Linked DNA regions of Sus scrofa: all the other regions are linked to region 3. The links are chromatin contacts, called in public Hi-C maps. All regions are on one chromosome and are shown on one strand. The core of a region is the stretch at or near the end of the contact, and the rest is flanking DNA. Distances in the headings are between cores, read along the strand shown.

Region 1 (3,648 bases), core at 622-3,121, 230 kb before region 3:
ATGAGTATTTATAATTAACAGGTTATAAAAGAAAATCATGGACTTGGAGATAAGACTTGTGGTTGCCAAGGGGGAGGGGAAGGAAGGGGATGGATTGGGAGCTTGGGGTTAATAGATGCCAGCTATTGCTTTTGGAATGGATTAGCAATGAGATCCTGCTGTGTAGCACTGAGAACTATGTCTAGTCACTTATGATGGATCATTATAATGGGAGAAAAAAGAACATACACATATATGTGTAACTGGGTCACCATGCTATACAGTAGAAAAAAAAATTGTATTGGGGAAATAAAAGTTAAAAAAACATGGATATTCCTAGATTCATGAATCAACAAATAAAAACAACTTTAGTGTTACTTCCAATGTTTAATGCCCTTTTTCCTTAGCATCCTTGTACCTAGGAAAAGGGTACAGTCATAAAATAATTGCTGAAAGTGATGCTGCATTTTTTTGAAGACAAAGAGACAGGTACCTAGAGTGTAACATTGGCCATTCAGCCTACACATTTAAATTATTCATATCATTGAATGTAGAAATGCAAAGGTTGAAGATAAATATGAAAACAGCTGAGGGAAGAGCAAACCTTCTAAAAAAGTATGAGAGACAGAAATATTGTAACAAACATCCTTAGGTCTAGATCACGGGATTATCAAGTCTTTAAATGAAAGGAACCTCCATTATGCATCTAGTTTTCCCACTGCTATCAAATTCCTTTCAGAGAGCTATGAGCTTCAGTTTACACAGTTTCAATGATTGAGAATCCACTGCTTCACAAGGGAAGTTGAATTCATTTTTTAAGAGCTCTAGCTATTTCAAACTTGTTATTTAATCTGCCTCACTAAAAATTCTACTTTCAGATCTGAGTTCTACCCTCTAAAGTTAAACAGAAATCCACTCGACACATCATCCCTTCAAGTATACAAAAATAATCATCATGTCTGCTCTGTCTTCACTTCTTCATTTCTACAAGGGAAATGTCCTCCATTCATACAATATTCCCTACAGGGCTTGGCCTTCAACTCATTCCATCATCTTGATGGCCCTTTTGTCATTGTCCTCTGGAAGGAAAGAATCCACCTGTGATTTAGTAAGACTGAGTTCAATAAAAAGAAATACACGAACATGTCCACTGATTCATCTGTTTATTCAACCCGGTATTTTAGGATTACTAGTGTACAAAGGATATCCGTTGGCTGAAAAACCACAGAAGATGTCCTCAAGGAAATCTGCTTATATCACTAGCAGACTTGACATAGTAGCTGAAGATAATTTCAGGTATCTAAGAACAAAGATCACCCTCACCTCTGCCACTTCACCATGAAAGTACATGCTTTTTAAGAGTATAGGAGGTACTCTGATATTGGGAGCAAATCTATAGACCCAGATTACATAGATGCTGTTCATCAAGTTTGGTGGCACTCTGGACCCCAAGCTTCCCCACACATATGTGTACACAGATCCAAATGAAAGAAATTACTATTAATTACGTCTATACCAGTATTATCTTTTCGAACCAGATTCTAAATAGTCTCACCAGTGGAAAAGAAAGTCTTTAACAATAAGACTTTTTTCCCTCACCACAAGGTGTGGCACCCTACAAGACAGCCAAGGGAAGAAAAGAATCCATGAGCTTCACAAAAATCCCAATATTTCTCTACTGAATGTTGAAACGTCAGAAGGCAAGGTGTATGTTTTTTTCATTGTTATTATTTGCATGTGTGTTTGACTTTGGAAGCCACAGGTCCATGAGATGGGGCAATGGGGATAGGTAGCTCTGAACAACCAGTAGACATCCCTTGGCTGGACACAAGACTCTAGATGGCAGCATGTCACTGAATAGGGTAAAGAGCTAGTAAGGAAGCTGACTCATGTTGAGCACCAAAATAGGTAGTGATGGTTGTCGCAATCACAATTGTGTACACAGAGCTTAGCACTGCTTACCTAACCAGGAGAACAATCAGTGACCATGGCCATAGCAAACATTCACAGCTGTACTCCCCTGGCCCCAGTGTTAATTAAGCACATGAGAGTCCCCACAGGGCTATCGAATCTCATGAACTTGAGTAAGTGGGAAGATGTCAGAGCTAAGAGTTGACTAGAACATTTGGAGAATCTCATATGGGAAAAAAATTTTTTTTTCCCATTCTTGGGATCTAAATGCCATCCGGCTCTCCTAGATGTGCACACGTACAAATGTACACATAAAACTACAAGATATCACCTTTACAAACTGCTGTGCCCTCATTGGGATGCTAAAGAGGCATTTAACCAAAACATAACAAATGGAATGAGACCAAAGTTTATCCCAGGGACAGATGGAAAACACAGCTCTCCCAAAGACTTTGGGAATATTTTATTAGATTGATATAGGAATTCGACTGGATGATGGTGAATGAATACTAGTAAAAAAATAGTGCAAATCCTTTTTATAATTTTTCATGGTCCCTACTTCTTTTATTAACCTCATATGTCATTTTCTATTTTTCAAAATCACTTCACATTGTAAGCTCATTTAGTTTTGGTCAACTAAAATTCCAAGATAGATTTCACATGAATTATTTTCTAGACATGTCTCTTCTCTCTTATAATATGGAATTAACAGCATGAACCTAACCCAAATGCAGGTCTCAACTTGATTCCTGTTAAATTTTACTTGTTAGTTTTGGTCCATTATTTGAGCCTATTGAAATAATTTTTCATCTTGATTCTCTCATCCATTATATTATCTCTCATTCTCATCACTGTATAAATTAGTTGATAAGTAATATCTTTTATCCTTGAGGTCCAAATGGGCCAATAACAAATAGAAAATGTTACTTAAGAAGTGATTTTATCCAGCCTATTGACTTTTGAGTATAATCCATTTGCCTATTTCAGGTTTAATGAATGTACAGGTTATGAACTGAGGCTTTGTCTAAAGACTAATAATACATGTAGCTTTGGGGGCAAAGCATCATTAACCATGGTTTGTAGGATGATCATTAATCAAATACCCTTATTTACTTGTATTTTTATTAATGCACTTAACTTTTTTATTATTTATTTTATTATCCTTTCCATTCTTCTATAAGACACTCTCTCAAATGTTTAATAGTTTAGTTCATTGAGGGGAAGAGAGAAGAGAACTAAATAAGATATATGATTCCTCCACTGGATCCGGAACTTGGTCTGCCATATTATACTTGATATCCTTCCTCCCCACAATCCCATGCATAATGTTTTACTCTAATATTTTTTATAGATGAGGAAGTTGAGATTCTAAAAAAAAAAAAATGAGCATTGACTAAAAGCATAGAGTTGGTAAGTAGTGAGTCTGTGGCACAAAACTGGATTGATCTGCTTTTGCCTATCTTGCTTTCCACGGGGGTATACTCATCCCATTTAGCAAGTACCCTCTGATGATTTGTTTTAAGACACTATGCAGAGAACACTCAGAATGCAAATGTGAAAAACACAGCAGAAATAAAAATAGTAAGGATTAGACAGGTATAAGACTGTCTGGAGTACATGATGAATGGGATTGGCAGCAGGAAAGACACAAACATTATGCTTGGAAAAAGAAGAAAAGGAAAGCTACATTTTACTGAGAAAGCTGTGTTTATCTCCTGCCACTCCTTTCATCTGGACTTGCATCCCTGATTGCCTGGA
Region 2 (3,850 bases), core at 849-3,348, 150 kb after region 3:
ACTGCCAAGAGACATCATAGTTAGAACTCAACTGCTGCAACGATGGGCACAGGCTGACTTTGGAGACAGATGGATCTGGTTTAATTCTGGCATCTCTCCTCTGGAGCTGACCTCTGGAAAGGATTTTAGTCCCACCCATGTCACCTCTTCTGCAGCCCCTTGTTATGTGCCCCTTACACCTGTTTCTCTTAGTGATCCAAGCCTGACCTCCTCCTCTAGATTCCTCCAACACTCCACCTGTATGTATTGTTACCACTGCCTGACACACTTCTCCATGTCTGTTTGCTTTGTGGCATATTTCTGTGTAAACATGCAATCAGCCTGCTTCATTGGATTCCAAGTTTGATGGGGGCAGGCGTTGCCCCTCCTCTTTTTTTTAGGGCCACACCAATGGCATATAGAAGTTCCCAGGCTAGAGGTCAAATCAGAGCTGCAGCTACCAGCCTACACCACAGCCATAGCAACATGGGATCCAAGCCACATCTGCAACCTATACCACAGCTCATGGCAATGCCAGATCCTTTAACCCACTGAGCAAGGCCAGAGATTGGACTCACATCCTCATGGATACTAGTTGGATTTGTAAAGGGCCCATTTTTTGTAGCATTGTGTCCTTAGCACCTGGAATCATCAGTATTTTTTAAATAGTGTTAAATAAACAGACGTTCTCTAAATGTCTCTATTCTTTCTATAGAGTGGAAATTAGAAAGAAACCTGCTTTTAAGTGCCACAGGAGTTAAACGATGTAGTACATGTAAATTCCTAATAATAATGCCTAGAACATAGAAAACACTCAATAAACATGAGTTGACATTAATATTTAGAACATTAGTTCAGAGCTTAGGGGCCTTCCCTCAATCTGCTGAACTTATGTGCAAACTGTGTGTGTACATTTTTCTGAGAAGAGGATTCCTGATATTCAGAATCTCAAATGGGGATCATTACTCCATCCTCCAGAAGAAATAGAACCATTGCCATAGAGGCTGATAACAAATATTAGACTATAGAGAATAACACAGCAGTCCATTTTATCTGAGTCTAGGAACCACAAATTCTAATCTTCACCCAGTTTTGATTTGCTTTAATGCTCAAATCACAGAGCAAGGAACTAAGAACCAGGGAATATGAACTTTCATCCAAGTTCTTTCAGTTTGCTAGCTCTTTGATCTTGGTTGATTCACCCACACTCCTATTTTATTTATTTATATATATATATATATATATATATATATATATATATATACATATACATATATATACATATATATATATACACATATACATATATATATACATATATATATACACATATACATATATATATACACATATACATATATACATATACATACATATATATATATATATATATATATATTGCCCTAGATCAGGCAGAGATAATGCAAGGAAGAATAACAAACACACAAACAAAAATCCTAAATATATAAAAATATAGAGCTACATGAAGAATATAAGGTCTGCTAGTCAGAAAACCTCTTAGAGCATTCTCTTTCCTAATCTGTAAAATAAGTGAGTTAAATTAGATGACATTTAAGGTTTCTTCTCTAACTGCTCTCCATAATCCAAGGATTTGAAATATAGCCTGTGTTCTGGGGATTTGTTTTCCATTTGAGTTTTCACTGTATGAATTTACACCCTTGCCCACACCAAGGACACTATTTTTATTGACCCATTTGCAAAACTGGGGTAGGGATGGGAAAGCAAGAAGGATATTCTGCTCTTTGCTGATTTTAATTTCATATATTTAACACTGTGATGGGTACCTAAGAGAATCCAAGAGTTAGCGAAGCTGAAAAGTACCAAAATCCTGGCTCAAAATATCTTCCCCAAAGGACACAGCAGACCACTAATGAGAGAAGATGAATCTACTGAAGCTATAAATTTTTTACCCTCCTCACCCATCCATCCAAGAGTTTTGCACACTGAGTAATCGATTCTTTTATTGGCGTAAATATCCACCTCAGGAAATACGAGTTTCTAAAGAGTAGAAGGAAAAAGAATAAAGCAGAAAATGTTAACTTTCAATGATAGGACACTTGGAAGACTTCCACACTAGAGGGGTCAAAGGTTCTGAACACAGGGTTGGGGAGAACAGGGCCCTGTAGTTTCACTGGAAGGTAAAGGATCTAAAAAAGGAAATGGAGCCAGAGCTCTGTCCAGTGAACTGGGTTTCTGAAGAATTACCTCTGCAAATCAACCCTGGAGAGCCCACCTAAGCCAGTCTTAACATATAAGCTCATTCTGGCCAGCTGAAGCTTTCCAGATAGCATCCAGACTAATGAATCTTCCACATCCAGATCACTCTCTGGAGTTCTGCTCACTGTTCATCCAGCTCCTTCTTCAAAGCTTATTATTTGAAGGCACACTGATAAATTTAATATCATCTCAGGTAATGACACGCCCAAACTTCTCAACTATGAAGACAATTTTCTGCATTCTGTTCTAATTCAATTCCTGTACCATGTCTTTGCTGATGGCTCAGTCCTCAATAAGGAAGATTCTATTCTGAAATATAGTTGAGCCTGGAGTGCGATGAAATCACTTTGCCTATAACTCACACAGTCTCACTGACCTGATTGCTATAAATAGATAAATTCGTCAAGGAAAAACACAGGATCAAAATCTGAAAGCAAACTCAGGAAATTATTCATTTCAGAGTATTGCCTCAGGTCAAATTAAAATTTCAATCATCCCTAAAACTCATGTCTGCTTGTATTTTTTTAATAGAGAGTCTGATTAAATAAGCTCTCTGGATAACTTCTAATATATGATCAATTTTTCTGTCATAAGAGTTCTTTTTTATGAATGTAGTAGAACAGACAAGAACTGGATAAATCTTCTACACTGTAGCAGATGTCATTTTACAAATGACAACACTGAGGACTAGAAAAAAATAAATGACTTTCCTGAGGTAAAATATATTCATTCATTCATCCATTTATTTATTTTCAACAGTCACTCAAAAAAATATTTACTGGGAGTTTCTGCTATGGCTCAGTAGATTTAAGAATCAGACAGATTTGGCAGAGGCACAGGTTCAATCCCCAGCCCAGTGGAGAGGGTCAAAGGATATGGTGCTGCTGCAGCTGCAGCAGAAGTTGCATATGAGGCTTGGATTCAGTTCCTAGCCCAGGAACTTCCATATACCATGGGTGTGGCCATAAAAAAATTTTTATTGAATGCTTAATTTATTTAGTCACAGTTCTAGAAACAGGGTACAGTAGTATATTAGTTTACTAGGGCTGCCATAACAAAATACCATGAACCTTGTGGCTTAAACAGCAGAAATGTCTCACAGTTTGGGAGGTTAAAAGTCCAAGAGCAAGAATTCAGTAGTGTTGGTTCCTCCTGAGAGCTGTAAGGGAAAAGCTTTATGCTTCTGGCAGTTTGCAGTGTTTGGCATTCCTTAGTTTGTAGAAGCATCACCCAAATCTCTGCCTTCATCTTCACATGCTGTTCACCTTGTGTGCATGTTCCTGTCCAAATTTCCAGTTTTATTTTATTTTATTTTATTTTATTTTATTTTATTTTATTTTTTAGGGCCACACCCACGACATATTGAGGTTCCCAGGCTAGGGGTCTAATTGGAGCTACAGCTGCTGGCCTAAAACACAGCCACAGCAACGTGGGATCTAAGCTGCATCTGCAACCTACACCACAGCTCACAGCAATGCCAGATCCTTAACCCACTAAATGAGGCCAGGGATCAAACCCGAAACCTCATGGTTCCTAGTCAGATTTGTTTCTGCTGAACCACAATGGGAACTCCCACATTTCCAGTTTTAAAAAGCTACCTTGGAGTTATCATGGCTCAGTGGAAATAAACCTA
Region 3 (3,670 bases), core at 706-3,205:
TTGCACTTTACTCTTTTCTTATAGACTTTCTTAAAAAATTGTTACTTCTATAATCAGAGAAAAAGTAAGTTTTGTGTAGGTCCTTCCTTGAATTGAACTGCAATCTTTCTGTCCTTTTTTTCCTTTTTCTTTTTATGGCTGCACCTGCAGTATATGGAAGTTCCATGGCCAGGTACGAATCTGAGCCGCAGCTGTGACCGGAACTGCAGCTGTGGCCACACCTGATCCTTTAACCCATTGTGCTGGGCCAGGGATCAAACCTGCACCTCCACAGCAACCTGAGCCACTGCAGTTGACCACAGAGGGAACTCCTCTCCTTTTTAAAAATAACTTCAGCATATTTTACTTTACATATAAAAGAAAAAAATTCTTTCTACTCATAAAAACGCCTTAAACATTTGGAGCAATTGCACTGTCCCTTTCCTGCCCCTCTTCTTCTTTTACCTGGTGACATCTATGAGGTATCTTCAAGTCTGGCCCTCTCACCATATATTCTCTGCAAAGCAGCTAGACTGAGCCTAAGAAACAGATCAAATTTTTCCCTGTCCCAAACCTTCCAACAGCTTTTCATCACTCTTAGAACAAAAGTAATGCTTATATCAGGGCCCACAAGACCCTCTCTCCAATCCTACTTCTACTAACATCTCTCTCACTTTAGCCTCAAAGTTTGCTTGCTTCTCATGTGCCCACCTGTCTCAGTCTGTTCAGACTGCGATAACAAAATAGCTTAGATTGGGTGGCTTATGTACAACAGAAATTCATTTCTTACAGTCTCTGGGGGCTGAAAAATCCAAGATCAAGACACTGACAGATGTGGTGTCTGTTAAGAGCCCACTTCCTGGTTCACAGACAGCATCTTCTCACTGTGTCCTCCATGGTAGAAGGGGCAAGGGAACCCTCCATCATGGGGGCTCCACCCTCATGACCTAATCACCTCCCAAAGGCCCTGCCCCCAAATGCCATCACACTGGGGATCAGGTTTCCATACAAGAATAATTTAGGTGAGGGGCAGAAACATTCAGTCTACAGCACCGTTTCAGGTTCATTGGCTATTCCCTTTGCCTGGAATACCCTGCCCCCAATACTCCATGACCCACTCTGTTACTTCAGGAGTCTACTCAGTGTCACTTCCTCAGAATGATCCTTGAATGCTCTCAAAACCAGTGCCCCAATCACTCTAAATCCTTTAACTCTCACTTATTTCTCTTCCCAGCACTTATCACTACATAATAGTTTCCTATTGATTTGTCTGATTATTTATGGATTGTTGCCCAAACCAGAATGTAAGTTCCATAAAGATCAGGACTTTACATGTTTGTTCGTTTATTTTTTTCTCACCCCATTGCCAAGAGAAGACACAGATTAGGAGTTAAATATAAATAAATGATTAAATTAATGAAGGATGTGGTTTCGGGTTTCCTCCCTCAGCTGCTAGAGTTCCAAGTCCTGCCCCCCGCCCCCCCCCACCCTCTGAAATCAAAGTACTACCCAGAAAAGACCACCAGGCTGCAGGTATAGTCTCACCATAAAGCAGCGTGTCCCTTGCTCCCACTTCTCCTTTCCCCTGGCAGCTCTCTTAATATGCCCTCAAAATTCAAATGACATCCCTTGCAGTCACATCACGCTTCTCACTCATACCAAGCACCTAATGAGCACACTGCTGTGAAGCAGGTATGAACCAAAGTTCCCAATTAATATTTATCTGCTCTAGCAATGAAGGAAGAGATCTGAAAATACATATATTATTATAAGAGGAAATTTAAATACAGAGATTTTTCCTTTTAGAAAAGTATGTGAAAAATATTTTCTCTGAGGTCAAAAACACTTAAAAAGAAAGGGTGAGAAAGACAGAGTAGGGTTGAATAATACCTGAAGCTTGTAGAAGCTTCAAGTCCTGGCCCCACTGACAGATTAAACAATGAACAACTTGTTTGTGCACAGTCTTGGCAAAAACACAGTTGGGGAAGGCATGACTCAGAGAACAAGGAACAGGACATGCAACAGCTACTTAGGCAGATCCACCCCAGTTGCTAGTATTTATTTCGTCAATAATGTGGAACAAACAGGTATATAGGGATGAGGCCGCTATATTAAAGAAAATATGCACTGATTAGGTGACAAGCTAAAATTAAGTTTTCTCTTCTTTCACTGTAGCCCCTGGGTTCCTGAGTGAGCTGTCACAGAAGGGGAAAACCCCAGTGATGGTATCTGGGCTGTCTTTCTCATGATCTTAAAATGTCTCCATTTATGAAAAATGAATCAGAAACCAAAATAATATGAATATGAAAATGTATTCATTTTGCAAAAACTTGTAAGATTATGCTATAAAAAATGGAACTGATAACCACTATAATTAATGGGATTCTTTGTGAAGAAGTTTTGCTTTGATTGGGAAAGGGCTGCCTGTCTCCCAAAGTCTGTAACCATGTTGAAAGTTACAAAGTTACGAGGCTGACCTGGCTCTACAACCAGATTTGGGGAAGAAAGTAGGACTGAGACATGGATAAAGGGAAGAAATTTTTCTAATTTTTAATTTTGATTAAAATACACCTAACAAAAATTGTATCATCTTAACCATTTTCCAGTACATAGGCGAGTGGTATTAAGCACATTCAGTTGTGCAACCAACTGCCAGTACTCCCCTCATCTTGGAAAACTGAAACTTTATACCCATTAAACCACTGCTATCCCATCAGCTCTTGTATGGCTAGAATGTTTAACAGTCAGAAATATTTTTATCTTCAAAAATATAAAGGGGAAATCTTGCATTCAGAGGTGAAAGAAGATAACATTTAATTCAAATCTGCATGGAAAATTTAATCCTAATAGAAACACCTTAAAAAGATGGCCAAAAGTGTTGGAAGACAAAAAATTAGCAACAATCAAAAAAAGTTGGTTTTGTAAATATATTTACCAAGGAGAAGTTATCTGGATGACTAACAAATACTTGAAGTGCAGATTCATAGGCAGAATAAATACTAAGCAGTTGTTCTATTCTTCAAAATGCAATGCCAAATCCATCTCCCTGTTACTCATTAGCAATTTCCATTGACTACAATTACTCACTGACAGATATTTGAATAAAAGCCTATTACTAGTAGTAACTTGAGCTCTGGAGCCAAATGCAGCAGAACCTCAGTCAGAATCTCCTCTGGGCTGTGCACACATTGCTTCCATAAGGACATCTGCATATCAGAGGACAATGTTGACTTATCCTTCCAAAGACCTGGGAGCCTAAGGACCAGCAATGGGCCTGGATTCAAACACCAATTTATGGGTTTTCCCTTAATATCCAATTTTCCTGGAATTTCCCCAAACACTGAACAGTCATTCTTATTGCATCATCTCTGCCAAACTCTCTCTAATCACAATGACATCAGTTTGCTATGGGGGGGAGTAGAATGTCTAAATATATGCCTAGAATTAAGTCATTTTCTTACCTACTCACAAATCATTTTGGTACTTAAATCCATGGAAATATCCATATTATTGATGAAAATTCCTTGGTGGGTTGAGGGAAAAATTACAATTCATTAACAGCTGCCTAAATGTCTACACCTAAGAAATAGTCATGAATAACATCCCAATCTAATTAATAATTTCTCTTTGCCGTATTTAAAAGTAAAATTTTTCTTAAACCGCATTAGACCTTCTGTCTCAGTTAATGCCA

What was found. A called contact is a pair of places that touch in the nucleus more often than the background predicts.
Region 1: a contact with region 3 is called in a Hi-C map of liver, with 4 times the contacts expected there. The contact joins two enhancer-like sites. A contact is called at or near these places in 2 of 47 Hi-C or Micro-C datasets (embryonic fibroblasts and liver).
Region 2: a Hi-C map of liver shows a contact between it and region 3, with 4 times the contacts expected there. The contact joins two enhancer-like sites. A contact is called at or near these places in 2 of 47 Hi-C or Micro-C datasets (embryonic fibroblasts and liver) and 1 of 2 datasets of contacts at active chromatin or transcription factors (alveolar macrophages).

What each region holds. Positions count from the first base shown.
Region 1 is chr1:24,604,375-24,608,022 of Sscrofa11.1, forward strand. No RefSeq gene overlaps it. Among named protein-coding and RNA genes, the nearest start is that of CITED2, 550 kb to the right of the region's middle. Within about 2 kb of position 1,872, at least 12 of the 83 cell types and tissues checked have an H3K27ac peak or open chromatin away from gene starts, as enhancers often do. A contact at or near this core is called in liver, where this site is marked.
Region 2 is chr1:24,980,568-24,984,417 of Sscrofa11.1, forward strand. No RefSeq gene overlaps it. Among named protein-coding and RNA genes, the nearest start is that of CITED2, 170 kb to the right of the region's middle. Within about 2 kb of position 2,099, at least 1 of the 83 cell types and tissues checked has an H3K27ac peak or open chromatin away from gene starts, as enhancers often do. A contact at or near this core is called in liver, where this site is marked.
Region 3 is chr1:24,835,441-24,839,110 of Sscrofa11.1, forward strand. The region is part of intron 2 of LOC110259987 (a long non-coding RNA gene); the gene reads right to left. Among named protein-coding and RNA genes, the nearest start is that of CITED2, 320 kb to the right of the region's middle. Within about 2 kb of position 1,956, at least 8 of the 83 cell types and tissues checked have an H3K27ac peak or open chromatin away from gene starts, as enhancers often do. A contact at or near this core is called in liver, where this site is marked.